Linked DNA regions of Mus musculus: region 1 is linked to region 2. A link is a contact called in public promoter capture Hi-C data. All regions are on one chromosome and are shown on one strand. The core of a region is the stretch at or near the end of the contact, and the rest is flanking DNA. Distances in the headings are between cores, read along the strand shown.

What was found. Promoter capture Hi-C pulls out the DNA fragments that hold promoters and counts their contacts.
Region 1: a contact with region 2 is called in a promoter capture Hi-C map of pre-B cells. The contact joins the promoter of Fip1l1 here to the promoter of Dhx15 in region 2. A contact is called at or near these places in 1 of 39 promoter capture datasets (pre-B cells) and 1 of 484 Hi-C or Micro-C datasets (CD4 T cells).

The regions. Positions count from the first base shown.
Region 1 is chr5:74,534,232-74,537,826 of GRCm38.p6, forward strand. Fip1l1 (FIP1 like 1 (S. cerevisiae)) reads left to right here and starts at 1,260. Exons shown (of 18, transcript NM_001159573.2): 1 at 1,260-1,530; 2 at 2,570-2,614; 3 at 2,711-2,750. The coding sequence starts at 1,449.
Region 2 is chr5:52,188,534-52,191,869 of GRCm38.p6, forward strand. Dhx15 (DEAH (Asp-Glu-Ala-His) box polypeptide 15) reads right to left here and starts at 2,013. Exons shown (of 14, transcript NM_007839.3): 1 at 1,747-2,013. The coding sequence starts at 1,817. It overlaps 9230114K14Rik (RIKEN cDNA 9230114K14 gene), which reads left to right and starts at 2,148. Exons shown (of 4, transcript NR_015537.2): 1 at 2,148-2,404.

The DNA of each region.
Region 1 (3,595 bases), core at 10-2,509, about 22 Mb after region 2:
TACTCCCCTCACCCCAACCCTGCTCACCCCATCTGCATACTCAGTTTATCTACATTTGCCTTTCACTCTACTCCAAATGCAGTTGGGTGCCTGGAACTTCTCTGTCTCTGGGCCTTTTGCATGTTCCTAATCTCCTTGTCAAGTAGCCCCCATGCAGAAACCCACAGAGCTTACAGCCCTTCTCCATTAAGGGATCTACTTATTTTAATTAATTAATTAATTACCACGTGATATTAGATTATACCTCCCTTTTAATCACTTGGCCGTGGGTCTTTTTACAGCTACTATTATTTTTAAATCCTTATCAACATGATGTGTCTATCATCTTCCATTAGAATAAAGGCTTCATGAAAGAAAGGATTTTTTTTTTAACCGCCAATCTATATAGTCTTGAAGAGTTCCTAGTACTTGGGTAGACTTTCATACATATTTGTTGAATTCAGGGAAGATTTTTACGAGGAAATTGTACACAGAAGTTGAAACAATTTAAGAATTTCCTACAGGGGAACAGGGCATAGCAAACAAGAGTTCAAAACTAAGAAGAATTAAAACCCTCGTGATCTACTCAGGTAACGAGGAATCAAGTGATACAGATAAAGTCTAACGCTCGACCCTCCTCATCAATCACTAATTAAGAAAATGCCCTGCAGGTTTGTCTACAGCCCGATCTTATGGAGGTATTTTCACAACCAAGGTTCCCTCCACTCAGATGACCAGTTTAAGTAACTTAAATAAAACTTTCCGGCCACAGAGTCTCCCTGTATAGCCCAGGCTATCCTGGAACTCACTATGTAGACCAGGGTGACTTGTCTCTGCCTACCAAGTGCCACTATGCCCAATACTAATAATTTTTTAAACAAAGAGAACGCATCCTTTATATATTAAATTTTTCTTTTGTTGGTTGTTAAAATTTCGACGAATTGACAATTGTGGTTCAGTCAAACCCGTGCGGGATGCTGGCCTTCAGGATTTTAAAATAGACTAGTGGAGGGAGAAAGGCAACAGGGACAGAAAAGAACAATGGTGTAGCAAAGGGAACTGGGGAGTGGGAGGAAGGTTGGGGGAAGGGAACTTCAAAGAAGACCAGAAGCCCCAGAGAAAGCCACTCTTGAGAAGCTAAGCTAGAATCCTTGGGGTGGGGCGGGGAGGGGGAGGAGCCAATCGCGCGGCGCTTGCGCAATGAGAGGCCCAGGTGCCCGCCGCCGCGGAAGCGTAACCACCTAGAGACGCCGCGCCGCTTGGGTGCCTGCGGCGCATGCGCAGACGGATCGGTCGCTGACTCTTCAGGGTCGCCGCCTCCACCGAGGTTGGCCCCAGATTTGAGTCTCGCGCTCTTCGTTCGCTTACCGGCGGCTTCCCTCCCATTCTCGCGCCCTGGGACGGCGAGGCTGGAAAAAGGGGTTGAGAGAGCTGTTGGCCGCCGCCTTTAACTTGTGCGTGGGGCGGCCATGTCGGCCGGCGAGGTGGAGCGCCTGGTGGAGCTGAGCGGCGGGACCGGAGGGGATGAGGAGGAAGAGTGGCTGTATGGCGGTACGGAACTTCCTGTCTGTCTCCCCGGTTCTCTCTGGCCTTCCTCCCAGCGTTTCAGGCCCAGGCGTCCGAGGCCTCTCGTATTGGCCCTAACCGGCCTTGGTTAGGCCGAGTGCGGCCTGCTCCCGGCCTTCGCCCGGACCCGCAGGCACTCACCGCGCGGTGGACGCGGGCCAAGGAGGCCGGGCAGCCCTGCGTCGCCCTCCTCCGCACCGCCCGGGCCTCCTCGCTTCTGCGCTCTCTATTCATGCTCTTTATCGATTCTGAGCCGCTTTGGTGTCTCTCTTGCTCAGTGGCTATGGGGTGCCCCTCCTCGTCCCTTTCTTTCAGAAACCGTCATTCTGTAATAGCAGCTAAATAAAGTCAGTGCAATGAAACTAACGTCTTGTTTCTTGATGGTCAGTTTGTATGGGATGCACCTGCAAGGGTACCTCCTTGTCTGAAAGTCGTGCTTTAAAAGTATTAATTAAAAGAAACAGATGAAATACACTGTGGTCCATAAAGAAAACCCTGAATTGTGGCCTGTATTAAGGTGAAGTGTTTTGTTTTTGTTTTTATTTTTTGTTTTTTGCTTTTTAAAGAGCCCTGTATAGTCCACGTCATAGTTGTATCTCGTGACTCTTCCCATAGGCTTGTATTCGGTGTTTTGTGTTTGTGTCCCCAAATTTAATGCGTCATGTACTTTGTTTTTGTAGGGGACATGTCTGATGTCTGAGTTTTAACTTTAAGTCGTAATCCCCCTTGGCTGTTATACCAGATTTGAAAGTATTTTGTTCTTTCCTAGAGCATACATTCTTGACATAAATTTCATAGATTATATAAAAGTGAACGTTAGCGTCTTAAGCAGCCTTTTAGTAATGAAACTCCGATAAACTTGTAAAATTGATTATTTCTTTAGTGGAAAGACAGCATCGGTACTACCCTTAAAATGTGAAATGTGTGGGGTTTCTCTTAGCATGATGTGTAAATCCCCTTGTATTTCTTTCCATAAGAGATGTGTCTTGCTTATGAAGTGATCTAACTTTGGCTATGCTTGTAGGCCCGTGGGACGTGCATGTGCACAGTGACTTGGCAAAGGATCTAGGTTAGTGCTTGTGATCTTCCCTTCAGATTTCTATACTACTTGTTGCTTAAGCTTGGTTTCTTTATTTACTTTATTTTATTTTATTTTATTTGGTAGATGAGAATGAAGTTGAAAGGCCAGAAGAAGAAAATGCCAGGTTGGTGAACTCTCTCCTGTTGATGTCTTACACAGATTGCGATTCTAGCAAGTTGTCTACTGTTTGATCATAATCCTTGGCGAAATTGCATTTTGACCAAAGTTGAAGGACTGTTTCTACTTGTGGACCAATCCTGTCCTGTTTTCTAGTAACGTATAGGACAATTTTTTGAGTTATTAGGTACTTGCCAACTTTTCACTGTAGAGTAACTTTCACCCTTAATTGAGCTTAGAGGTGTACACAACATAGTTGGGTTTTTGTTTTGTTTTGTTTTTCAAGACAACGTTCTCTGTGTAGTGTGCATAGCCCTGGCTGTTCTGGAACTCACCTTGTAGAGCGGGCTGGCAAGAAGATCCACCTGCCTCTGCCTCCCACGTGCTGAGATTAAAGGCAAGAGCAACTTTATCTGGCTGAGTGTAGTTGTTAAATTACTAAGAAAAAAAATAATTTACTGTAAGAATTAAAATAACTAAAAATTGTTGCTTTCATAGTTTGTTAGTGTTTTTATAGTGTCACTTACTTTTGGTATAATTTCTTATTTTTCTTTTCTTTTCTTTTCTCTTCTTTTCTTGGAAACAAGCTCTTACTGACAGGCCTGGAATTCCCTTTGTAGACTAGGCCAGCCTTGAACTCAAAGACATCTGTCTGACTGCCTCCTAGAGTGCTGAGATTAAAGACGCGCCACTATGCTTGGTTTGGCTGTAAACTAGTGCTTTATATTTTAAATTCATAATGGAACTAGTTTTTGAAAGGAAACTATGCTTGCTACTATACCATGAACAGAATGGATGCTATTTTTTTAATGTTGATTTTCTTTGTTATTATACAAAACAGTATTTTACAGA
Region 2 (3,336 bases), core at 763-3,262:
AAAAAAAATACCAAGCACAAATACTGTATTGCTAAAGAAAACCAGTTCTATAAGAAAAGGTACTCAAAAAACTTAGGAAACTGCAAAAACTGCCTTGCAGAATCTCTAGAAATCAAGGACTCTCCTGTACTTAGTGACAAATATGAAATATTCAGAGGAAACATGAAGCTACCCGCGATATACGCAAAGTCCATTTTGCCAATGTTGTATGTTTTGCAAGAGAAATGACCATAATCACTGTAATGTGGAGCCCCAATTGCAATAAAAGCATTGAGTCGTGAACATACACACAAAAAAACTCTGCTTGCACAAACTCAGTGTTCATCCCAATGTGACCTCTATAAGGAGAGAAATTAGTTGCATCTTAGCCAAATGTGACATTAACTTTAACTTCACAGAAGTTCCCCACTTTATCAATCCAATATAAATGCCATTTATGACAGGTTGTGATGCCTAACTACAGTACTAAGTTTCCTGTTGAGAAAAGGAGAATTCTACATACCACTATAATCTATGGAAAAAGCTCACTGCAACTTTGCTCTCCCTTGGAGAATATTCATGAGCTGTTTCTACCTAAGAACTGATGGAGCTCAATTACTAACATTTGGAATGTTTGCTTGAGAGAACAGCTGTCTTGGGATGTTTTATTATTACAATGCTTAGTGTTATAAGCTTTAAAAAAAAAAACCTACACAATCAAAACATAACAAACCTGCTTTCCGTATTCAATATTTCAACCTAAGGAGAGCGACAGAACGCATCCTATCCTGACCTATTCTCACACTGGTAGTTAGAAATCAATCCCAAAGGACTTTCCGTTAACAAAAACTCAAGAGACCACACATCTGACTTGACAGCGAGTCGGTGTCACAAGACATAAGAAAATGATAAAATCCTACAACTGTTTTGGACATTTGGACTTCCGTGGATATATTTTTTAATTAACCCAACAGATCCCTGTACTGCCGAAGCATAAACATACAACTAATTAAAATGGGAGGGTAGGAATATAAACAAAAGTACATTTTAAGTATGAACTGTGAAAGAAAAGACTGGAAAATGATAATACAACTGCTTACTTGCTAAATGCCCTGTCTTTGCGAAAAGTCTAAGAAAAGGAACTAAAATGCCAGACCAGGAATCGGTGTAAGCCTTTCTCAATCTGCACGTGGGTGTTGTTTGTTCAAACACGCTTAAGATCACTTTTTTGAAAAGTGCGTCCAAAGTGGGGAGGAGATAGAAATAACTTCCAGAGCGGAGGGGGAAATACGTGTTTTCACAGGCCTACCCCAGTGATGCTACTTAAAAGCAAAGCCGGCTTTTAAGCAAAGCAGGAAATAAAGGAGATGGCGGGAGGGCAGGCAGAGGGCGGAAGTTGGCAACGGCCTCTCCTGAAGTGCCTCAATGGAAGAAGGCCCTTCGTCTCCCGCCAAACAGTGCGCCCCGAGGTCGGCTCGCCTCTATCCTCCCCCAAAACAGACAGCGCCCGCCGCCGCCCACGGGGGCAGTGCCCTTGGCCATCCGGTTCCGGCTGCGGGCCTCACGCGAGCACCGAGGCCTCGCGGCCCGCTCCGCACGCCCGCCGTTCCGCGGCCTCGTGGCCGCCACAGGCCGCTCGCCCCGGCCGCACACACTCGGCACGCGCCCCAGCCGGCCGACGGCAGACAAAGGCTCGGCAGCCGGGCCTGCTCCCCGCCACCATCCAACAAAGCCCGAGCCGCGACTGCGCGCCCCGGCCTGGCTTACCCATCGGTCCCCGCACGCTTCTTGCCGGAGGGGTAATCCTCCCCCAGGTCCAACCGATGCCTCTTGGACATCCTCGCACTCCCAGAAGCGGACGCTTAGGAAGGAGGGAAGAAGAGAGACTCCGGCAGCCGGATCCACGCACAAGAGGCCCGCGGCTCAACTCGCGGGGACCCCCACCCCTCCCGCCACCACAGCCCGCTCCGTGCGGCCCGAACCAGGAGCTAAAATGGCGGCCGCGACGAGGGCAGGGCCTGCGTGCGCGCCTCCGCGGCGGGCGTGCCGGCGTGGTGCGCGCGCACGCCGTCCGGAGGCGGGAACTCCCGTCCCGCCCGCTGTGCGATTGGCTGAAATGGCTCTGAGTTCCCGCGGGCTCCTCCCTTTCCCCTCGCGTCTCTCTGAGAGCTGATCTGAGCTGCTGCTAAGGACCGAAACGCGCCTCAAGCTGTCACTTGCCGCCTGGAGTTCGTTGGGAAAGTTGAAAAAGCCTAGTCCTGTTTAGGAAATCTATCCAGCTGTGTATATACTTTTTGCTTTTAGGGTATGAAGCTCAGGAAGGATAAGAAAAACAAGATCACACAGCTGGCAAGTGGCAAAGCAGGACACAATTTATAACTCCAGAACGAGAATTTGCAGTTGTTGCGCCAGATGCCCTGTAGCGGTGAGAAAAAATGTTAACTTTAATTACTGTGACTCGTTTTGTCCATTCACCCCAGAACAGATAACATCTATTTGTTCAAGGTATAGGTGTTTTGTATAGGGTTCAGAAAATTGGAGGTAATCGCACTGGGCACTGTATTTTGCCTCCAATCCTCTGCCCTAATCTTGCTCCGTTTGTGTGTATATGAGTGCATATTAGGCACTCAGAGACATTAGCCCTATCTCTGTCCTCGTTTGGTTTGGTTTGGTTTGGTTTTTTGAGACAGGGTTTCTCTGTGTGGCTCTGGCTGTCCACAAACAAGCTCTGTAGAAGAGGCTAGCCTGGAATTCAGAGGTTAGGCTGTCTCTGCCTCCCAGTGCTGGGACTAAAGGCGTGCCCCAGCATGCCTAGTTGCTGTGCTCCTTAGTAGAGTGAACCCTGAAAGACATTTTATAGACATGGTTACCTGGACTGAAGGAAATCAACAAATAGCTCATCCATTAAGACTCCACTGTAATGGCAAGTTGTTGAGGCAAGGTGACACTTAAGAGGTTGTGTATCTTTCTCCCTTCAGCCATTGTGCATACTCAATTACATTCATTTCCAGAAGTGTGGGCGAAAGAGGTCTAAGGATCAGCCCAAATACAGGGTATCACTTCATGTCAAGACTCTCCTTTGCTGCTCCTTGGCTCTAGTCCCTCGAAAATTCTCAGAAGGATAATCTCTAAGATTAAATACAACAGAAACACAACAGATGATATTGTAACTTTCACAATATCCAACACAACTGTCTAAATGTACATTGACAACCTGTTAGGCTAGATATGGTAGTGAGTACCTTTAATCCCAGCACTCCTGAGGGCAGAGCCAAGCAGATTTCTATGAGTTCAGAGTCAGTTTGTTTTACGTAGTGAGTTCCAGGACAGCCAGAACTATATAGTGACTCTCTCTGT